2 separate regions of the Danio rerio genome follow, and region 1 is linked to region 2. Evidence: chromatin contacts called from public Micro-C data. All regions are on one chromosome and are shown on one strand. The core of a region is the stretch at or near the end of the contact, and the rest is flanking DNA. Distances in the headings are between cores, read along the strand shown. Region 1 overlaps rnf216 (ring finger protein 216). Region 2 overlaps tnrc18 (trinucleotide repeat containing 18).

Region 1 (7,174 bases), core at 1,477-3,976, 160 kb before region 2:
CTTGGACCAAAATATTCACACTGGTAATGTTGAGTTCATTTGCAATAATTGACTAATAATAATGAATATTTTTGTGCATTAAATAGTAAAAAAAACAAAACATGATTTGTGGAAATTAATGATACAATAATCTAATTTTGCTTAAGAATTATTCATACTCTTTTGCTTAATGAACATGTCATGCTCATAAAACAGCACAATGAAGCATGATGTAAATTAAGAAAACTAATACAAAGCATTTTGACCAGAATTACTGACATTTCTGACTGACTGAAGAACAAAATACTCTTGTAATCTTAATTTAAAACAAATCCAAAATAATTTCAGTGTTGCTATTTTTAAACATTTTGGTACTTTTTCCCTGATAAACTGCAGTTCAAATAATTCTGTTATTAAAATTAACTAAAATAAAATGCATGTTTATTAGAAATCCCTCAATGCTATATAACGGCTGTGCAGTTAAATGGCAAGAATGTGTTGGAGCTGCTGCAAAAGGACGAGACTGGTAGTGCTAGAAGGCAATGAGCTGTTTTAAAAAAGTGTTCCTGAAAAAAATGGATGCATAGTGTTTCTCTTCGGTGTCTGAGAAAAGAGATTGTTCTGATAAGTCACATCAAGTAAAAAAAAAAAATCTATAAATGAAAAAGTTCAGTCTAGAGAAATGCCAAAAAAGGAGATGGGATGATGCTAAGTTCAAAAAATGTTTAAAGTCACAAAACGAAAAGATTAGGAAGAGTGTAGTAGTGAGCAGAATGCCAAAAGATGTATTGTTGTGGTCTGACCATGTTATATGCAGAGATCAGATTTGCTTTATAATGTTGCGCTCAGCCTTAAGGTGTGAAATCCATACTGCCTCAACTAAACAGGGTGCATATAAAAAATTGAGTCTTGATTTGAATGCGTTTGCAGAACTAAGTGTTCTAGTGAACGTTTAACTGCCGCATGTACAACTTGGCGTGCTTTGATGACATACTGTAAACACTTTAATACAGTGCTATCTTCCATGAAACTTCCAGTAAATTACATTTTTCACATTATATTTCACATTTTCATCAGAAGCTCAATGGAAAAATAATAAAAAAAAACATATTTTTTTGAAACAGCAAAAATGTTACTGGAAAAAAAATATGTTTGACTGCAGCTTCTGTGTAAGATGAACACTGCGCCAACAACTTTTGTTTATTTTCATCCTAATGAAATTTACAGGTGCATAATATTGCCATGTACAGGAATGTATTTTGGAAATAACTTTGCATAACGACCAAGTAAATTTGACAAAAGGCCTTAACTTCATCTAGCGTTTGTAATCGAACATACTTGCCTGTTTATCTCCAAAAAGTCAGTACACACTTTGAACAGCGTTTTACTTGTGATGCAGACCGCTTAGGTTTGAGTTGTTGAAGCAAACCTTACTGTGTTTGAAGCTAAAACCAGAGATGCCTAAACTAGGGCCTTCAGGCCAGAGTTGACCCATGGTAACCTTTGCTTTGGCCCATCTTTCCATCTGAGAAGCAAGGGAGAATTATGGCCATGGGTTGGACAGAATCCCTTTCATGCAATAATAATTAACGTAACCATTCGCTTGTTTGTTTTATTGTGAACCTACAAAAAAAGCAAACTCAAATTAAATGTTTTAATTAAATGTTGTGAATGAATCAGATTTTTTGCAGAAGACATCAGTGAGGAAATCAGGGCAAAGACTGGTACAGACTTACTGGTGTGTTTAGCTCCATTGTGTTATAAGAGGGATTGTTTATATTTCGTTATAATAAGGTCATTTTAAATTGTTAACAAAAAATGCATTAGTTAACCCTTTAACAGGAATCATAACCACCTAGTTGACCTTTTATCCATAGGTTATCATTATTATTTAAATTAGTACTACTACTACTTCTACTTATTAATATTATCAGAGTTGTGTCAGTATTATTCAATCCAAGATGTGGGCCAAAAAATATATTTTCAGGACCTCAAAGGGTTAATATGAAAGTTTATTTTTTATTTTTTATTATTATTATTATTTGTAAATTACCCATGGCAATATTGTAATCAGTGTTAATTTTAACAGCAAAATTTGATTTAGTTTAAGTCTTAGTCTTTTGACTAAAATTCTATTTTAATTGTAGTCTTCTGATTCAAACCATAGTTTTAGTTTAGTTTAAGTTGACTAAATTTTATCTACTTTAGATTTAGTTGACTAAACTATATTTGGTTTAATTTAAGTGTAACTTTAAAATATAGAATATAGCTTTTCCATTAAAGACCAAAACTTAAATTTTGATTGGAAATTTACCAAAACACATCCCTCAATCACATTCTTGTCTCAATTTTATTAGTCAATAAAAATGTTAGTATATTTTTATTATAGTTGTCGTCATCATCACTTAATTTTTATTTAACTTTCATTGCAGTTGCCAGAGGAAATGATTTTAAATAGATTGAGAGAATGTGATTTTAAATAAAAAAAAACAAATGCATGGATAAATCATTCAAAATAATAAATGCTTTTCATAATAACTATTACATTAAAAATAAAAGTTGTGAATTTTCACTTTCATGGTAGTGTCTTTAGAAGACATTGCCCTGTGATCTGGTATTTTTGTTTTCTGTCATACACCTGCTGTCCTCTCGGTGGCGCTCTTGTTCTGCAAAGCCTATGCAGTTTTATTCTGCCTCACATCTGCTGCTGATTATTCCGCCTCACACTTGTGCAGCAGCTCTCAGCAGGGCGGGAGATTGGGAGCAAGAGAACGCCCACGTCTTTGGCCTTCCTCTCGACACCACTGATAGATTAAGTGTGCCATCAGGCAGGACCTCCATTTTCCTCTCCTGTGCTACTTCCCAATGGTGGAGTTACAGGACTGGATATGGGGGAAATTGAAAACAGTTGTGTTAGTGTGATTTCATAACGTGACCCAGATTCACTTCCTCCTCCTGGCACTCAGTTTGACATTCCTTTCGAAATGAAGAACTGAGCTCTTATGACTTGGCCAGCATCGTGTGGACTTTTCCAAAGCCGTGCTTCTTGGGAACAAATTTCTTCTGTAGATGGATAGATCTAAAAAGACAACCGCCTGCCTGATAATGGGTGTATTATAGTCTGAAAAGTGCAGACGGTGCTGCGGCTTGGTGGTTAAACATCTGAGCTGTTACTAAACAGATGTGTTTTTTTTAAAGGTCAAATGGTGAAAAATCTTTTTTCGTCATAATAAGGCTTTGTTTTGATTTCTCTAGAAATGTGATGGCACACTGTACTTCTATAGAAATTGAAACTATAACATTTAACTTGGCAACTGTTCCACTGAAATTTAGTCATTTGGGGGATTTGTTTTCCCCCCAATGTAATTTGGTTTATAAAGGGATAGACTTATTTTTGAAGCTGTGGTCAGATTTATAAAATTCCAATAAATTCACCTCTTTTTTGATTGGTTGTGGCTGATGGAGCTGCTCATCCTTGAACGGTGACATTTGCATTAAATTGAACTGAATTAAACTTCAGAAGTGACATTTGTGTTATGTTTAACCAGGTTTTTACCACAACTATGCTGCCTGCCCGATATGTTGGAATGATTCCACAATTCTGAAATATTATGGCTTTTTATTCTCTATTCTTCATTTATGTTAAGCTGCTTAGGCACAATCCTCATTATAAAAAAATCCTATCAAAGAAAGACAGTTTGACTTTTAGGTGCAAAATATGTGCAGTCAAGGAATGTGGCTTGTATTTCTTGCAGCTAAACAACAGAAAACTGACAATGATCACCTTAGGGACACCGCATGTGCTTTATTTAGTGCTAAATGCTAATTATGTGCGTTTTTAATGCCATTTTACATGACATTTATTGCCATACTGCTGAAAGCAGCAGCAGATCGTTCACCTTAGATCTTGAAAATAACATAAACCCTCTGAAATTGAACTTTAGAACTAAACACACATCAGTGATTTCAGCATCTGCATTTAATAATGTTAAAGAGGTGTAATATGTATTAATTACATTATAAACCTTTCCATTTCATGAGTGAGTGCAAATTCTGTTCTTCTGAATGGCAGTGTTTAAATTTTTGTTTTCGGCCAAATTGCTTATTACTGCGTATCTCGTCATGCAGCGTGTTTTTAGGACACATGGTTAAAATGTAACCTGCTCACCTAATCTTTACGCTGGTAATATTTATATTATTTGCTAAATAATAACCTCATGTGGAACTCTGAATCTGCATCTTATTTCGCAGTCTGCTACTGTCCACTGGAGGCCGCATTTCGCATGCTTTGAAAGCCTTTCTGATTGACTGAATGCATGAATAAATTAACTAAATATGCGGTTTTCCAACAAGGCAACCCGTGGTGCTGTTATATAGTTGGCTAAACTGGCATTGGGCGGTTTAAAAGAACCAAAACAAAGACAGCGTTTCAGCACAGAACGCCCATTTTCAAAGCAGAATATCGGACTTTAGCATTGTTTTTCCTATAAACAAAAATGTTCACTTAGCATGATTCTGAAATATCTGCTAACCTATTATGGTGGTTTTATGCGTTAGAAGAGTCAAAACCTTATATACAGCTCCTTTAAAATAGTTGATTTTGCTTTGAAAGTATGGTGAGCACAGATAAATGATGAACATATTTTATTTTTTTTGTTTGACAATCAAAACAACAATGTGAAGACTACTGGACTGTATGTGTAGGTGTTTAGTTTCTCTTTACAAAGTGACTAGCCTGGCATCTATATTGCAGCGTTTTTTTTTTTGTTTTTTTTAGATGTGCATGAAGGGTGAATGTTTTGAGATTGTCTTTCCAAAAAACTTCCTAAAGAAACACTTTTCAGATTTTTGTTCATTATTGCTGTGGAAAGTCCATTACACAACAATTTGTACTCTAAAGACCCGATCACTCCAAGCATGATTAATTCTTAAGTATTATGACAAATATGTTTGCGTCAATCTACACTGATAAATGATAAAAATCTGTGTATTTTAGTTCATGATGTTTATTAGCCATTACCCCCTTGCAAGCAGCAGATGAGCTCAGTGTGCTACCAGTGCATCTGATCAGTCAATCTTTATTTCAAGCGAATTTGAGCGAATCAAAATCAGTGTAGCCAAATTAAACCAACTATTTTCCACAACATTTTCTGATGAGGCAACACAAAAAAAGCTGAAACTAGCACTGGACATCTGAGGTAATTTTATTTTTAATACTTCAATGATGTACTTGCTTTCTTAACATTCAGAAAACATGTCAACTTCTAGTAGTTCTATTAACCTTTGTATACCCATAGTTCGCAGTTCATTTGCTCGCTACTCTTTTCAGTTTTCTGTTGCTGATGCTTGGAATCATCTGCTGCAGATCTTAAAGCTCAACACTTATGTTCCACTATCATCCTTTAGAAATTCAATCCTGTTAATAGTACAAGATAACTGTGCTTGTTTTTAGTTTGTCCCTGGTTGTTATTATCTGCATCTGTGAGATTATTATGGTGTTGTGTCTCTGCTGCTTCATATCTCATTTTTATGTTTCCTCTCGGTCAGGTCATCATTGTAAATGAGAACTGGTTCTCAATTGACTAAACTTCTATGTATTTTTATAATTTTCCCCATGGTATAACCACTTAAGTTTTGCAAAAAGCGCTTAACATAAAGCAGAGCATCTCCAGAATGACGTAGTTTTAAATTCCACAAACTCTTCATATTTCAGTTGATTCTGATTGGCTGCCAATGTTCTATCACTTATTAGTTTTGTTTTGTATTCTGAATATTGATGGTAATCATTGTCTGATTGTTTTGGCGGTTTAATGTGCCTGCATGCTTTTATCATTAAGTAAGTAGAAGTTTGCAGCTGTTTAACCCACATTTGTCGGTGGCTGTGGAAAGCTCCAGAATTCCAGTGCCCTGTTAATGGCTTGACTGCTCATATTTCAGGTTTTCCTCTTTGTCTCTTGGATGCGTGCCCTCAAGTTCCTGTGCTCAGTGGCGAGGAGACGTCCTCTCCTCTGCCCTTCTCTTTCACTCTTTTTCCCTTAGTGAAGATAAAAAGTTGTATAACTGACACACTTTTCCCTCTCCACTGCCTTTGTGGCTCCACCCCTCATAGTGAATCCAACATGCTCATTGGCTAGACCCAGATTCTTCGAATTTGAAATGTAGTACAGTTCATATTTGACCCAGATTGTTTTCTTTTTTTATTTAGCTTTTGCACATTTCAAAAAATGCTGTTTTTCTCTCTGAGATTGGGTTAGTCGCTGCTTTCACATGCAGATCTGCCAACTTTTCCCTTTTTTTAGCTCAATGGACTGGCTTGTGTTTGCAATGTTTATTTTCCACGCAACCATGTTTTTCAGAATGGCTTTGATAGACTGCAGCAGCTGCAGCATGTTTTCCAGATCTCTTGATTTTGCACGCAAGCTTCATGTAATGACAGATTTAGTTTATTTAAATGTAACTTTTATAATGTCCAACTTGCTGCTGCTGTTTTACGTTAAAAAGCGCAATCTGTGAGATTTGTTAACATCTTAAATCTGTTATTCCCATTCAGTTTATTGGCTTGTGTTTTTGTTAAATTAGTGTAATTTAAGTTAATAATAAATATTATTTTTTAAAAGCGTTAATAAAAATTTATCGCCAAGCATTTTTTGGTTTTTAGTCAAGCGCATTCCTAATTTTAGGTTCCACTTTCGGTCTAGAATTATCATTTAGATTAGGGTTAAGGTTCACCTAAAAATCACCCTCAGGTGGTTTCAAACTGTTATGGGTTTCTTTATTCTGTTGAACACAATGATATATCGAAAAATTCATAACTTTCCAATATTAATGTCTTGGCTGTCTTTTTTGATCAATTGAATGCATTGCTCACTTAAATTAATGATTTCTTTTGTCTGCAGTCTTACTGGCCCCACCTTTTAAATGCCAGGGTGTGTATTTAGTATATATTCCAATCTTTCCAACATTCCATTGCCCAGATTCAGACATGCTGCATGCTCGACCTACATGAGATTATAGTAAGCAGTGTTTGTTCAGCCTTGCCTTTTAATATGTCTCATCACAAGCCGAACCCTGAAATCTTGAGCTCTTATTTCGAACTCTTTTGTGTTGTAGCTGTATGATGTGTAGCCGTGGCTCAGAGATGTTTGTGTGTGTGTTAGCACATGCTGTGGGTGTGCTGTTCTCCCCCTGAGGCTCA
Region 2 (6,349 bases), core at 1,472-3,971:
AAATAGACACTAAGCCGAAGGAAAATGAATGAATGAATGAATGAATGAATATGGCTCTCAACGAATCCAGTGCTCCAGTTCTATGCCGGTTTTGACTGCTTGTTTGACCTAGAGAGCTGCACTCGTAAAACCCAATGCAACCAGGACAATATTTGCTACTGCTGGTGTAAGCATTAAGATACTCATGTTTGTGCAGAGTGCCGGTGCTCAAAATTATCTGCGGGTCTCCCACAAAATGAATAAATGAAAGAATTAATTAAAAGGCAAATAAACTGGTATTTATTCAACTGACAGGACAAGGCTGCATTTAAAGGCCCTCAGGAAGCAGCAAGAGATGGAATCGCAGCACATGAGTGCTTGTTTTTATGTGCATATGTCTAGATTGTGGTGAAATAATTGCGATGTTGTTACATAGCTACAATTCACAAATTTGTACGTGCTCAAATCTAACCTAGATGTTCTGTGGGAGTTGAGCAAAACCTAAATATTGCAAAAAAAACTGTCCTGTGCTTATGGAATTTGCCTGAATTTTGGTTTTCCTGTTTCCTTAAACCATGTCAGCCTGAGTCTCTCTGAGCTTGGTAGCTTGTTATGTAAATTTTTTGTTTAATCAAATCATCAGCAGTTTATTCAGTTATCCGACTTGCTTCTAAGTAAGTTACCAACCAGCCACAAATAGAGGGTTCATTTAAAAATGGCAATGGGCCACAGAAACATACACGTTGGGCCATGAGTTAAAAGTGTGGGAACCACTACTGTAAACTATAAACACTCTTGAAAATCCAATTTTTAGTTAAAGATGACACTTTTTTCCATCATTTTTTTTTCAGGAAGCAAAACCTGTCTCCCAGAAATCCTGTAGAATCCTTTATCCAGTTAGAAGATAAAAATGAAACTCCTGAAGCGTTTTCAATTTAGTGTCAGTAAACGGTCCATAACATCTAAAGGCTGAGACTACACTCGCCCTGGTCAACTGGTTTGATTTTATTTATTATATCTTCTAATGCCGAGTTCAGACTGCATGATTTTCAAACTAGTCGTGTCACAGATGTTTTCACACTGCATGACTATCTGGGCTAGCGTTTCGTCGCTGCTTTGTTTACACTGCACGATGGTTCGGCGACATGGACATTCACATTGCATGACTTTACTATAGGGAGAATCGCCGACAACTTTGTCCAAACTACGTCTCACAGCCAAAAACATGTAGTATATCTTTTGTTATTAACTACATGATGAGAAAGAAGCCTTTAATGGGGTAGAACATGTACATGTTTGCTCACCTGGGTTTAAAGGGAATTAGCCATTTCTCCTCAACGTTGATAATAAACTAATTTCTTTCTGTATGAAACGTCAAACAGACACGGTTGCTCCTGAGTCCTGTCAAATCTCCACTAGTTTTTCCTCCATTTTGTGGGTCCAAATAAACCGAAAAAGAGCGCTTTTAACTTCCCCCCCAGCCTCCCGCTGGCCTGCAGCAGTTATACACACACGCACACACAAGTGAAAGCTGCTCTCTCATTGGCTGTAGGTGATCGCTGATGTTATTTTCAGTCAAAACTCAATTCACACGGCATGATTTGAATCGCCGACAGCTCCAGATATTTAGCATGCCAAATATCTCACAGGCATCGGCGACTCATCTGCGATTCTCTCAGATCGCGTCTTTGATCTTTCATACTGTGTGATTGTCACTCACGTGCACGAGCAGCGATTTGCCTGTGATTGCAGGCATTTGTCGGCGATTTCTCAAAACCTGTCGGTGAGCCAAAATCGTGGTTAAAATCACGCAATCTAAACTAGGCATAACTGTACTTGATGACCTACACACTAAACCAAACATAACTTTATATAAATAAAAACCTAAAACTTTCAATAGAAGAGCACAAATCTGAGACTTATAAGATGGTTATTTACATATCAATAGAGAAGAGAAAGTAGTTACGCATTGAGGCACAATATGCAATTCGCCGTATTACATTTCTTACTGAGATGACATGATGACATTCAGAAATCTTTGATTAGTGTTGAAACGTGGAGGAGGAATTTTAGCTGTGAAAAATCTCTAAAACATAATTAAAGATACAACAGAGAAAAATGGCAAGCCAGTGAAGGATAGAGCGAAAGCTTCAATTAGTTTGCCATTACCCATAAATAATGGGCCTGTGCCATTAGCATGGTCTTCACGTCGGAAAGTGTGACAATGCCTTTGCCAAAGGACTTTTCTGAGCAGAACACACCAGGCTTCATGAAAGCTGAGGCTCAGGCTGAGAACAGACACTTTTCCTTACCCCAGATTTCAGTTCCAATTCAACACCGGCTGTGTGAGTTATTGACTGCACAATTAAGCAGTCTGCTCTCATGGACTGCAAGTATGTTCATGCCTGGAGAAGCCTGGGCTCTCCACAACGGCCTCTGTTAATGAAGACAGGCGAGGCTTATAAACAGCAGTGGCGACGGTGGAGGCATATAAACATCTGAGTGCCCGGGTGTGCATTTTCAATCTTTGAATGGGTTTAAGGTGTTGTGTAGCACAAGCAGACACAAAATTACATTTCCCGAGAGGCAGGGTGGACAACAAGCGATCTGTTGAAGTCAAGCCCTCTGCACTAGCGCCTGCTCACGTCATATTAAATGCTTTCACAACCAGCTTTTACTGTCACACTGAACTACCCGCTTTGAAGAGCTATGGTGTAACAGTCCTGCACAAAGGCACCTTCCCTTTCCCTGGCTGGAATGGGCTATTTTTAGTACAAGAGACACATGCAGAGCGAGCAATAGAGGAGCGATATTTCACTGCCAAAACATGACAAACATATCTCATTATGAGCTGCAAATGAACAGATAAAGCACCACCGTTCAGCTCCCTTACATCAGGGAGAAAACTGTTTCTATAGTACACACATAGTAGCGTCCAGATTTTCAGCGCGTTGCCTGACCTCTGGCTTACAGTTCACTGGAATTTGGGAGAAGGATTGTGATGGGGGTTTGAATGATGGCTGCTCCTCGCTCTCGGACTGATAAGAGGAAGACGTGTTTCTGTGCTGCATGCTAAACACTTGCTCTAATGAAACTAAAATGGAGGAAAACACATTTCGCAGAGGGCAGAAATGGTACAGAGCCCCTCTCATTAAAGATCCCGGACCAGATGCTGCACCAGTTTGACATTTTTCACCAAATGAGATTATCTTTTATAGGGATGACTTTGAGAGGAACTCTCTCGCCCCTCAATAGACTAAAACTTGTTCATCCAAGTGGATAATAGGCCATGGGAGACCGCAGAAAGCATACAAAGTCCAAACAAAACAAAACTGCCCGTTTCTGTCATCGCCTCCCTCAAGACACTTCACACCCCTTCTGTTTCCTGACCAAACAGAACGTTGCACTTCCACATTTTTCCACGGAGAACTCTGAACTGAACCTTACAATGGGAAAAACTTGGCAAATATTTTAGCCCCGTAACACTAAGTGGCTCAGGCAAGCAGTTCGGTAAAAAGAATTTGTATGTGGCCAGGGAGCTAAAGCTAAATAGAGCGCTGGAATGACTGCCAACTTTTTCGTGGCCTTGGTTTGAAGCCTTGGACCAAACTAACCAACTCTAAAATAAGTCAACACACTACACTTGATTTAAAGCACTTAAAAAGGAACTAGACAATTTTCCCTTCCTAGAAATGTTTTTTAAAAAAATTTTGCAATCTTTCAGATTTGTTTTCTAGTCTAAAACAGCTCTATTTTGTTCTTTAATTCAAACATCATAAATTTAAGTAACTATAAAGTTAGGTAATTTAACTAGCTAGTTTAATAACAAGCTCTAAGAAAAAGACAACTACGACAGTACGTTTCCGGAAATAAAAACCTTTCATTATCTGCACAGGGATATAAAATCAACTTTGATATTGGGTGATTTGATATAACTTTGATAATCAAACACAGCTGATATAACGATTATGTTATGGTTCTGATATGAAAATAAGGCAGATATCTTTACGCTGAAAAATTAAGTAATTGTACGAAACTACCTGTATATAATCACCTTGCAATTTTTATTTTTTTGCTTTGAGTAGGCTATTCAGTTCATAAGATCAGTTCAAACTTTTATAAAGTTTTTTAAAAAAAAATCAGTTGTTCACTGTATTTATATATTTATCGGCTAATATATCAGTTATCGGCCTCCAAATCTTAAGAGTTATCGGTATCGGCCAAAAACGATATATCTGTGCATCCCTAAATTCAACTTATGTTTAAAACAATGATGGTTAACAGCAGAAGTCATGCAGAAAAACATGACCCATGATGTTTACAAAAAAGTCAATCATATTTGGAGAGTGCCAAGTGTGCCGAGAGAGATCTTTAGCTCCACCTACTCCAATGAAGCACCACAGATTATCCAACTAAGTCAGGTTCGTCATGTTGCCAAAATACTTAAATATTAAAATACATACAATTTGTGATTTTCATACAATGCATTGTGATGTGATGCACCTTGTAACTGATTGGTTTGGCTTATCATTTCTTATATATCATAGTTCTTAATTTCCTGGAGGGCCGCAGCTCTGCAAAGTTTTGCTTTAACCTTAATCAAACACAGCTGATTCCACTAATCAATGTGTTCAAGACTACTAGAGACTATTAAGTAGGTGTGATTTAGAGGTGGTTTAAGCAAAAATCTGCAGAACTGTGGCCCTCCAGGAATTGAGTTTGAGACCAGGTATATACCAAGATATCAATTTATACACTACATTAATTCTGTATGCAGTTTATGCAAACCTATTTTCACTACATTTGGAAAATGTATATATATAATTTTATACAGAAACCTAGATCTTGCACCCTATGACAACTATTGATTAGGCAAATGATATGGAAGATGCAGCAGAGGTTATAAAGAGAATGAAAACAGCTCAGGCAGGAGGTCTCTTACATGTCAGGCGAGTGAACTGTGCTGACGTGGCCGGCATACAGGAGCTTGTCATCCATAGGGATGAGGACCCGTAATCCATCCTGCAGTTCATCTTTGTTAATGACACAGTTCCGAGGGGCTGGGGGAAGAACAAAAGGGGGGGATGAGTAGTGCTACAGAGAGAGAGAGGCATGTCAAAACTCGCTCTACTAAATAAAGTCTAAACACCACCTGAAAGTTGCAAATGTTTGAGAAAATAGCTGTGCTCCAAAACCCATGGGACTGCTAGTGGATGCAGCATTTTAATGTGAAGACTGTTCCCAAAGGTGACAATCATGCAGCTTTCTAAATATACCTCAGTTTAGACTAATTCAAAGACAGCAACACAAGTATTAATGGTGGGAAACATCCCTGAATGCACTGCGACAAAATGAAGATATAAGCATCCAATATGGCAGATTAAATGCCAACGATAAATATACTTGATCAACTAAATCTCAGAAGGAAAGTACATACCACTCTGCAACAAAAAACTACAACAAACAAACAGAATATACTTTACAATAAGCTTTCATTAGTTAATGTATTTAAGAACAGGAACTAAAAATTGACAATACTTACAGCACTTATTGTTCAACATTCACTAAAGCATTATCAGAGATGAAAAGAGTACTGAAAAATCATACTCAAGTAAAAGTACCATTACCTGCCTAACAAAAGTATTTGTTGTAAATACTACTCAAAATATGAGTAAAAAGTAGCCCTTTTAAAAGTACTCAAGAGCAGTGAGTATTACACTGTAAAAAGCTGATGCATTCATTTAAACACACATTAAAACTGTAACATTCTGTAGTGCATTTAGTTACTGTTTAAGGCCATTTCGGGCCTCATACAGTAAACCTGTCTTCTCATCAGTGACATTCAGTTTAAACAGTCTCTTGGTCATTGCGTTTAAAGATTTTGGACACTTTTAATGCTTCCAAACAGTTTTCTGCATGTCTTTGCAGTATGATATTAGTGCAATTTAATTGGACAGGAATTGCAGAACTGATTTTTCTACGTTTTCCCAGGAAAGTAGTGGAGTAAAATACCAATACAGCACTAAAATGTACTCAAGGGAAAGCAAAAGTACACATTTTTAAAACTACATGGTACATTTCTGAGAAAAACTACTCAGTTAGAGTAATTTGAGTATTTGTAATTTGTTACTTTACTTGCTGACCTGATTAGATCCCAAGAACTAATCAGAAATTACAGATGAATATATACTGTAATAAATGTATTGTTCCTTGTTTGTTCATGTAAATACATCAACTAACACAACCTTATTGTATAGTGTTAGCAAACAAACAAAAACAGTATATTGTTTGGGAATTTGTTGCCCCTTATACTTGAGGATTGCACTGTTGGCCTAGCAAAATGATTACATCAAATCCTTTTGAAATGCAT

What was found. Hi-C and Micro-C count contacts between places; a contact is called where the count stands out from the background.
Region 1: a Micro-C map of caudal fin shows a contact between it and region 2, with 6 times the contacts expected there. The contact joins two enhancer-like sites. A contact is called at or near these places in 2 of 18 Hi-C or Micro-C datasets (caudal fin and hematopoietic stem cells).

Annotation. Positions count from the first base shown.
Region 1 is chr3:39,588,358-39,595,531 of GRCz12tu, reverse strand. All of the region lies in intron 13 of rnf216 (ring finger protein 216), which reads left to right. Among named protein-coding and RNA genes, the nearest start is that of rnf216, 27 kb to the left of the region's middle. Within about 2 kb of position 2,726, at least 45 of the 62 cell types and tissues checked have an H3K27ac peak or open chromatin away from gene starts, as enhancers often do. A contact at or near this core is called in caudal fin, where this site is marked.
Region 2 is chr3:39,424,498-39,430,846 of GRCz12tu, reverse strand. tnrc18 (trinucleotide repeat containing 18) reads right to left here. Exons shown (of 30, transcript XM_073944922.1): 22 at 4,922-5,039. Among named protein-coding and RNA genes, the nearest start is that of actb2, 58 kb to the left of the region's middle. Within about 2 kb of position 2,721, at least 6 of the 62 cell types and tissues checked have an H3K27ac peak or open chromatin away from gene starts, as enhancers often do. A contact at or near this core is called in caudal fin, where this site is marked.